2 separate regions of the Zea mays genome follow, and region 2 is linked to region 1. Evidence: chromatin contacts called from public Hi-C data. All regions are on one chromosome and are shown on one strand. The core of a region is the stretch at or near the end of the contact, and the rest is flanking DNA. Distances in the headings are between cores, read along the strand shown.

Evidence for each region. Hi-C and Micro-C count contacts between places; a contact is called where the count stands out from the background.
Region 2: a Hi-C map of endosperm shows a contact between it and region 1, with 2.9 times the contacts expected there. The contact joins the promoter of LOC100284788 here to the promoter of LOC100216636 in region 1. A contact is called at or near these places in 3 of 25 Hi-C or Micro-C datasets (bundle sheath, endosperm and leaf).

The regions. Positions count from the first base shown.
Region 1 is chr4:182,088,161-182,092,430 of Zm-B73-REFERENCE-NAM-5.0, forward strand. LOC100216636 reads left to right here and starts at 2,156. Exons shown (of 20, transcript NM_001360066.1): 1 at 2,156-2,288; 2 at 3,122-3,433. The coding sequence starts at 3,131.
Region 2 is chr4:182,340,030-182,344,299 of Zm-B73-REFERENCE-NAM-5.0, forward strand. LOC100284788 (thioredoxin-like 5) reads right to left here and starts at 2,179. Exons shown (of 5, transcript NM_001157683.2): 1 at 1,676-2,179; 2 at 1,402-1,473; 3 at 1,177-1,243; 4 at 1,049-1,066; 5 at 671-944. The coding sequence starts at 1,989. The coding sequence ends at 846. It overlaps LOC100277186, which reads left to right. Exons shown (of 1, transcript NM_001291598.2): 1 at 1-201.

The DNA of each region.
Region 1 (4,270 bases), core at 906-3,405:
TGCGTGTGCGTGTGCGTGTGGGGGAGGGGCCGGGCATCTGGCAAGCTCGGCGTGAAAGCGTGGTGTTGGTGCTCGCGTTCATCATCCGCCCTCCCTTTTTGGCGATAACGCCAAACGAAGAGCCAGCAATTTCCCTGGCGTATCGTGTGAGGAAATGTGTCCTCGAGTTCGGCAGTAGATACACGGTGTTCGTTAAGCCGCTAGCATGTGCCAGAAGCAAAACGTGCACGCATCATGCCAGAGTTTCAGCCTTTCAGGCATGCAATAGTAGCCCAGCAGTTTGGTTGGTGAGGAGAAGAGTTTACTGTATTATATAAGAAGTAGCACCTGCTTCGAGCCTCTGACCTTTTTTCATGCTTCCGTTCCGTTTCAGGTTTCAGCGTTTTCTGGTTCACATCCAACACGGAGTTGGAGTTGGAGACCAAGCCGTAGTGTGGTTAGGTCGAGCCCGAGCTCAAGCGTAAGGTCGCTGCAAGATCTATAGGACTAGAAGAAAAGCACGGCAGCACGCGCGTGCAGTCAGAGTTCTGCGCGAGGAGTGACACCTCACACCTGGACTGGGTGCGCGTAGCGAGTTCCTCTGCTCTCTGGTTAGGCGGGCTCGTAATGGGCCCGCGCGTCACGCCCCCGCGTGGGCCGAAGAAAGCGAAAAGGGGGCGAGCGAGCGAGCGAGGAAACGACATCCGGACCGGACCGCATCGCTGTCGCCCCCGCCGCCCGTATGGCCGACCACGTGGCCTGGGCGTCTGGCCTGATCATTTCGTTTCATTTTTTGTTGTGTGTGTCCTCCCTCCCAAGGAAACAGATGTGCCGTTACTTCCTGTGGTCGCATGCATGTGCTCGCAGCACGCGTGCCGTGTGGAGGCGCAGGATTCGCGCAGGAGTACAACGGGTCATCCAACTGTCAGAGTAACGGATCCGACATGTCCCTGGATGGATCCAGCTTCTGGACCGTAGGGTAACGGCTCTGGACAGACTGGATTGTGTACTGTACTTGTGGCGTAGTAGTAGCAATAGTAAAGGACTTGTGGCGAGAGATCTGGCTGGCCTCCTCGTATCCAGAATAAACGGCAGCACTAATTAGGTCAAAACGCAGAAGCTCGATTTGACGTATCCATGGATGGATCCTTGATTACAGGCCAATCCATCGTTCTAGTGAAAAAAGTGACAGCAACGATCGCTTTGATTTCTGCCTACTCCATTCCATTGGCCGATCGGGTCCTCACTTGGATTTTAGTGTATGATGGATCACTATAAAAATTCCTCGATGGACTGCACAAAATATCACAGAAATAACTTTCTATGCACATAGGAACACGAATAATCTCTCGACCATAAGCATGCATATACTGGGCATCTTTCCAGAACGCAAACCACCGCTAGTGTCCTAATGACATGCTCGGTAGGAGCCAAGCAGAAAACGACTGGAAAACCAATGCCGTATTATCTTAATCAAGCAGTGAGCAAAAGACAAAAAAAATCGATTGCTGGGTATCAGAGTGAACAAAAGACAACAAAGTTGTTTGCTGGAACAAGGCTAGTTGAACACTGCCTAATACCTATACGTACGTCACTGAGAGCCTGAGAGGTGAGGGCTCTTCCTGCGTATTTCTATGCCTGACTGACAAGCTAATAAAAAAGCCTAAACAATCAGTAAACTATTCGGATCAAAATTCAATAAGCTAGGAACAAAAATCCCAGCAAATTTACATTAAAAAAAACATGTCTGGTGCCTGCCTGGCAGCCGCCGTGTACAGCGTAGCCAGAGAAAAACGTAGAAGGGGACGCTGCTGGCTCCACTCACAGCTGGCCACGCGTCGCAAGGCGCGGCGCGGAGAGCACCCGCCCACACAGGAGGCCACAGAGTCCGGGTCAACTCAACTAGAACCCTGCTTCCTCATCGCTGGGCCCCGCGATACTGGACCGGCCGAGCCGAGCCCACGCGCAGTGGCAGCAGATCGAGCCCCAGTTCCAGCAGAGTCCCACTCCGCCACGGGAAAAACTCGCTTTCGAAATCTCTCCTCTCCTGTCCAAACCCAACGAAATCTGCGCGATTCATAACGAATCGCCATAGTTAATCGAAGCATTAAACTGGGGAAAAACAGAGGGAGAAGAGAAGATAGGGGAGAGAGGGAGAGGGAGAGGGAGAGGGAGGGAGGAGGCCATCGCATCCGCCGGCTGGTCCTGATCCCGGTCCCGGGTCGTATTTGGGCGCCGCCGCACGCAGCAGGAGGAAGACATCAGCGCGGGGCGAAGCGTCGAGCCCATCTCCGCCGCGGGAACCACTGGTGAGCGATTTGTTCTTGGTGGTTTTGCCGATTTTCTTCTTCTTCTGCTGGCCTAGATTCGATTCCTGCTTACCCGGCCGCCGCTGGTAATTTTTTTGAGGCATCTGGTGGGTTGGAGTGCGCGGATTTCCCTCACCCGCGTGAACACTGGATTGATGGATTTTGGAGTAGTCAACTAGCAATTCTGACACAGTATTTCGACATCCATGTGTGTGGACTTCGTTATAACTTTTTTCCCCTTTGGGAGCGGCGTGCGAAACTGTGAATAGGCATCTCCAGACTCCAGTTCTCCACAAGAGCTGGTCCCTGTCACTCCGCGACGGGAAATCTGATATTAGTGTAGAATTATGTGCTTTCGTTTGATTTGCTGTCGCTTTTAAGATTCCGCCATCGCTCTTGTGTGATTCTCTCAGAAAAGTGGGATGTGTGCTCAGTGGGGGGTCCTTTTAGTTTAGCAAAGTACATGCAGTTGGTTGTTAGGTGGCTTTATGGCTGCATATTAGATTGAGACACTAGTTTGTTTCATGCTGTTCGTTACCCGTTTTAGCTGCCATGTTTTGGTGTTTTTTTAGTAGAAGTGAACATCTAAGGTTCTGTGGATGGCAGGAGTTTTATATGATTGGAATTAGGTGACCCAAAGCGGACATTGATAGAATGGCTTACAATTTGCTTGTTGGATAGATGCTATAACTGGAACATGAACGTGACCTTGGAAGTTTTTCGTGCTACTACTTCATGTTTCCTATTGTTGTGTGACTAACAAATAATGACTACCATCTGCTCTCTCGATCACACCACTGAAATAGCAATCTCCGTGCTTGCATGATTACCAGGCATTTAGGATGGTGGACAAGAATGATGGGTCAGAGGGTATTAAATTCAACACATCAAACCTCATTCAAACAACCGAAGAGGTTGCAAGAGCGTTTATCGCTGCGGCCTCGGCTGCCACTGCACAGTCTGCACGGACATCTGTAGTGTATTCATCCAAAGATGAGAGTGGCAGCCCAATGCAGAAGCTTCAGCAGCATTTTTCGAAAATCATGAAAGGGTTTTCGTCCGCACCAGACCTGTCAGGAACTTACAATCCGGAAGTCCTTACAACGCAAAAGCGGCAGTGGTCGAGGTACCAGATGAAGTCATTGGTGTGTATCTCACTCTACCTATGTAGCATTCATTGTCTGTTTGTTGTTTTACACAAGCAAAATAACTAAATTTACTAGTCAGAGCTGTAAGCTGGGATTGATTGATGGGAAGCCCTTGTTGGAAACAAAATAACTTTGTTTCTCTCTTACAACCACACAACTAGCTAGTAAGTTAGTAACACAAGTTTGCACTGTACTAATCTTATAGCTTCCTACAACAAGCTTACACACCTCACTTGATCTTCACTACCAAGCTATGGTATATATATACACACAGGCTTACTAGACACTATACACTAGCTTGATGTTCACAACCAAGCTCTCTCTTTTCTATATCCCAAACTCTCTCCTACACGACGTTTTCCTGTGTTAGCAACCCCAATTCCCAACCCCTAATCCATAAGCAGAACACGTGTAACATATCTGAGGTTCAGGTTACAACCTTTAGAAGATTGGAATTCATAGCAGGCATGGGGATTAGATCAGGATCAGAGATACATCGGGAACAAGCTTCTGGTAGAAGGAAAAAAGTGAGACAAGAGAAGGAAGAACATGGCTAGAGAGGATACAGATGTTCTCTGTATGTGCCTCTCAAAATTTTGAACTGTTCAGTGAAAGCTCCATCACTGCTGCTGTCGTGACTCTCCATGCGAGTTGAAGTGGTACCTTGTGCTCTGAAATTGATCAGTTGTCTGCAGGACAGGAAATCTTTATCCTAGAAATGATCTGTAGGATATGTTTGGGTAGAATCTGTACATGTTTGGATGACCTTGCGCCATATCCTGCCCCTTTTGTATGACTTTCAGGATCGGATGACTATTACAGTACTGCTACAGG
Region 2 (4,270 bases), core at 929-3,428, 250 kb after region 1:
TATTGGTTGAGCAGAATTGGAAACACTGGATTATTTGATTCTTTACAGCAACATGCTTGCTCTTTCTTTCTTCCTGTGAATATACACCACTACTTGTAGCCTCTTGCTGGAAACGAGTCAGAAGAGAAATTAAATTGCCAGACTGGATAGACTTCAGCGGCTATGATATGACAGGGACGTGAAAAGTTTAGCTTATTGACCATTGCAACTTTTTATTGTCACGCATCTCTACGTATCAATTGCACGGGTCAGGTATCCAATCACTTGTTCTTTTGGATAACAAATTCATGCATTTCCTGTGAATTCTGCTATCTATATATTCTCCATCCTTGCATAGTTGCAGAACGTGTTCATTTTCCTTACTTGTGCAGTTGTGTTGGGATAAAAGTTCATCTAGTTCCAACATAAGAGAACCGGACAAAATACAGTATGACCAGTACATAAAGAAGGATATGATAATTCAAGATATCCCCCCTCCATCCTGATTCCTGAAATACAATATATCCTATGGATTTTACTCCCTTTGTTGTTACAATTGTAATCCATTTTTGTTTTGTCATAAGTCAAACTTTTTTTTAATCTTTGACCACGTTAAAAGAAAAAATGCACAAACAACTAAAACACCAAACAAGATTAATAAAATACACCATGAAATGTATTTTGAGATTTGTTTGATATCGTAGATGTTAATGCATTTTTCAGTAAGCTTGGTTCAAATCAGCAAGTTTGGCTTAGTACAAAACTAAAACGTGATTTGATTTCAGCTTAGTATATGAAGAGATCGTCTGATGTCTATACTTACATCAAACACAGTACAACATCTATTGCATAACTTGGGTGTTTAGTCACTTGTTATTCTCGATCATTTCTCTAACCTCATCCATCACAAGACAAGCTTTGTGGCCTCCTATTACTTCCGCTTTCCACTCTCCATCCTTCCATAGCTGAACATGAATGCACGGTTTAGGATCAATGTTTTTCAAGTTACAAGGCATTCACGGTTTCTTGGAAGAAAGGAATGAATTGGCAGAAGAAAATGCAGTGGCACCTGAATAGTGGGCATTCTCTGAAGGTAGATTTGCAGTATTGCACACAGAAAGGCAAGGCAGTCAGATTATTTTAGTCCTTTTGAATGAACTACTATCTTGTCAACAATCTCTGAATTTGCCGACTTACAGTTACATTTCCTCTTTTCACCACCCCCTGTGGAACTTTATTGACATCGATGAAGTAAAACCTCACTCTGCAACAGAAACGTGATTTAAACAGATCAACACATTTCATAATCTCAGATGTGTATGTATTTAGAACTCGGGTTCAGTTTACTTGCTAAGGTATCAATAGGACAGAACTCTAAACTGTGCCGAAAAAAACATTCTGCTGAGGTGAAGTCACACTAACTCAGGATATTCTCCTGCCATCTTCTCCATTCTGGGCATCAGGTAGATGCATTTCCGACACCAACCTGCCATCCTGGAAGCAATAGACAGCGCCTCAACTTCCGATGAGATATGATATTAGATTTAAGCATGCGGATAAAATAAAGGCGAAAAATCATCTCGATTCTACTCTAATGACAATCAACATCCGAAAACCAGACAGGTCAATGGAGTAGAGTGAGATCATTGCAGGTCTGGCAACATGTGCAACAACCAACAAGCTAGCACTCTCGTACCAGTCGATGACGACGGGCTGGTTGTTCTCGACGGACCACCTGAGCGCATCATCGAGCTTCTCGATGCTGTCGATCTCCTCCATCTCCACCGGCCTGGACACGTCCCAGCAGTACGCCTCCGGCCGGACTCTCTCCCGGTGCTCCTTCCTCCTCCCCGTCCCGGTCCCGCCGCCGTTGTCCCACAGCCACAGCGCCCGCCTGGCCGCCCCGCCGCCGACGGTCGAGCATGCAGCGGTCGCCGATGAGTGCGGGAGCGCCGCCGCCGCGGTCTCCCGCACGCGGAGCGCGCGCGGGCTCGGCGCGAGGAGCGCCATCGGTTTCCGCGTGATCAGCACTCGGAGATTAGGGGGCTGCGGGCCTGCGGCGCGGCGCCCTAGCAGTGGTGGGTGTGGCGGAGCAGAGGACTACTGGTGGAGAATATGCGCGGGATCGGAGAGCGCGAGGCGGCGACGGCAGGCGAGGAGAGTTGATAGGGCTGTGCGATCGGAAGCAGGTGGCTTATCCGGTGACGAAGATCCGAAGCAGACGCGCACTTGGCGGGCGGGCGGGCGGGGCCCATGGGGTCAAGACTCAAGACCCAAAAGCGTCGGCGTGTCAGCGTGTAGGCCCATCGGATCGTAAGATATATGTCGAGATCTTTTGCATTGCATGTGGATTTTCCTTTCTTTTTTTTTTTGGTTCGATCGAGCGCAGCCGCAGCGCTGTCTTAAAAGTCCAAGATGGGCCTATACTCCTCAGCTTATTACGTGGGCTGCGGCCTGTTCCACCATATTTCTTCAGGACAGGGTCGAAGGGCAGGTAAATGGGCTTATTCGAGCACTGTTTGTGATTGTGAAGCACAGCCATCTTCAAAACTGCTCGAAAAACGGAGACCACACTTCGAACAATATGACATCGATACGCTTTGTGTTGTGCCTGAGAAGCTCATCCTCTCGTCCCGCTTGTTAAATTGACCCGTTCCACACGCCGTTACTACCGGCAGTCCTCGGCGTGTGCGCCCGGAACCGGAACGGCACAACAACAAGGTGTTCGTTTTAGTTTTTTCCTCACCCCTTTTTCTTCAGTCGCTGTTTGCAGCGCTTGCTTGCATGCAGCCTGTGCATGGGCTTTTTCCCGGGCAGACCCGGCATGCATGTTTCGCTCGTCCTCGCCTTTCGTACGTCCGGCGGTCCCAGTACCACACACGGTAGTAGCAAAGCTAAAAGCTACAGGCCCTTGCTTAAGGCGTACTCCATGGATCTTTCGGGTACTTCACGGCTTCCATGTCTCGCTCTCGTCCGTCCCCGGATCGGAGCTTTTGGGCGCGGCGGGACATGCACCTGCTTCTCTCATCATTGCATTGTACTCATAGCGGCCAATATACCTGCGCGCCTGTACGTAGGCCATAACATATCTCATATAGCGGAGAGTGATTTTTTTTATATATATGGTGACGCTGACGCGTGATACCTTTTCAAGGAGATCATGGGTGCTACCACTACCACTACCACGAATAAATGATTCTGGTTCAAAAAGGGCTGATCGGGATCGTAGTGTAGTGTCCATGATGGTGCTAAGGTACGGTTCTGTGTCTATCTCCGAACCGCGGTGTGCGGGGCCGGGGCCCATTTTTCATGGAACGGGTCCAACAAGTCCCAACTGTTTTCACCTTTTTTTTTCTGTACTAAAAACATACAAGTTTGTGATACCGAATATGTCAACTAAATTAGTGAACTTATTTAGACCATGCATGTCTTCTCTCGGCTTCAGCTTTCGATCGAGGAGAAGTTCTATCAAACAGTTTTATTTAGAGAAACTGTTTGTAGTGAAGAAGAAGAAAAAAAAATGTAGTACCTAAAGCCTCTGGCTCTTCAAGATCGGATGAGCCATTGAGGAGAGGAGACCTCCTAGACCCTTAGCATGCATGCCCGTTGCTCTCAACTAGCTAGATCTCCACATAAGCCAGAGCGCGAGAGAGATCCATACAGCGTACTAATGATTGATGGCCAACCTCACCCATTTGCTAGTGGACCTTTTTCTCTCATGCGGCCGCCTGCCCTTCGCGGCAAACTTAATTGACAAGTCAAAAGGGACGGAGAACAGGCTGGTCGTTTACCAAAGCAGCTTCGACACGATGGGATCCTGATCCTGTGTGAGCATGCCAAGCCAACAAGTGAGCTGAGACCTAACTCACTTCACCCCTCTCTGGCCTATTACGTACCATCTGTCCATCTCCCTGCCTTTTATTAGAGCCACGTACGCCCACGTTCACAGCAATCGATCGCAACACTTGCCTCGTCTCTCGAACGTGTTAGGCTCACCTTCACACTTTCTTTTTTGGCCGGAATCTTGTTTATTCTCCCTCACTTTCATTTTTTGCCGTGTGCATTAGTTTTCAGTAGTAGTCCGTGTCTAATCTGGATTATGGAGTTGGCACGGATCATCGGAACCGGACCAGTCCACCCGGCTGCTAGCTATATAGTTTAATTATTTTAGTATTTGATAACACCGCCCACTGCACGCCTGCAGATTATTAATATACTTTGTGGTTAGGCGGTAATGCAGATCATGTAGCTGCCTCCTTCAATCAGATTTTGCAACCTGCTGTACAGGTTT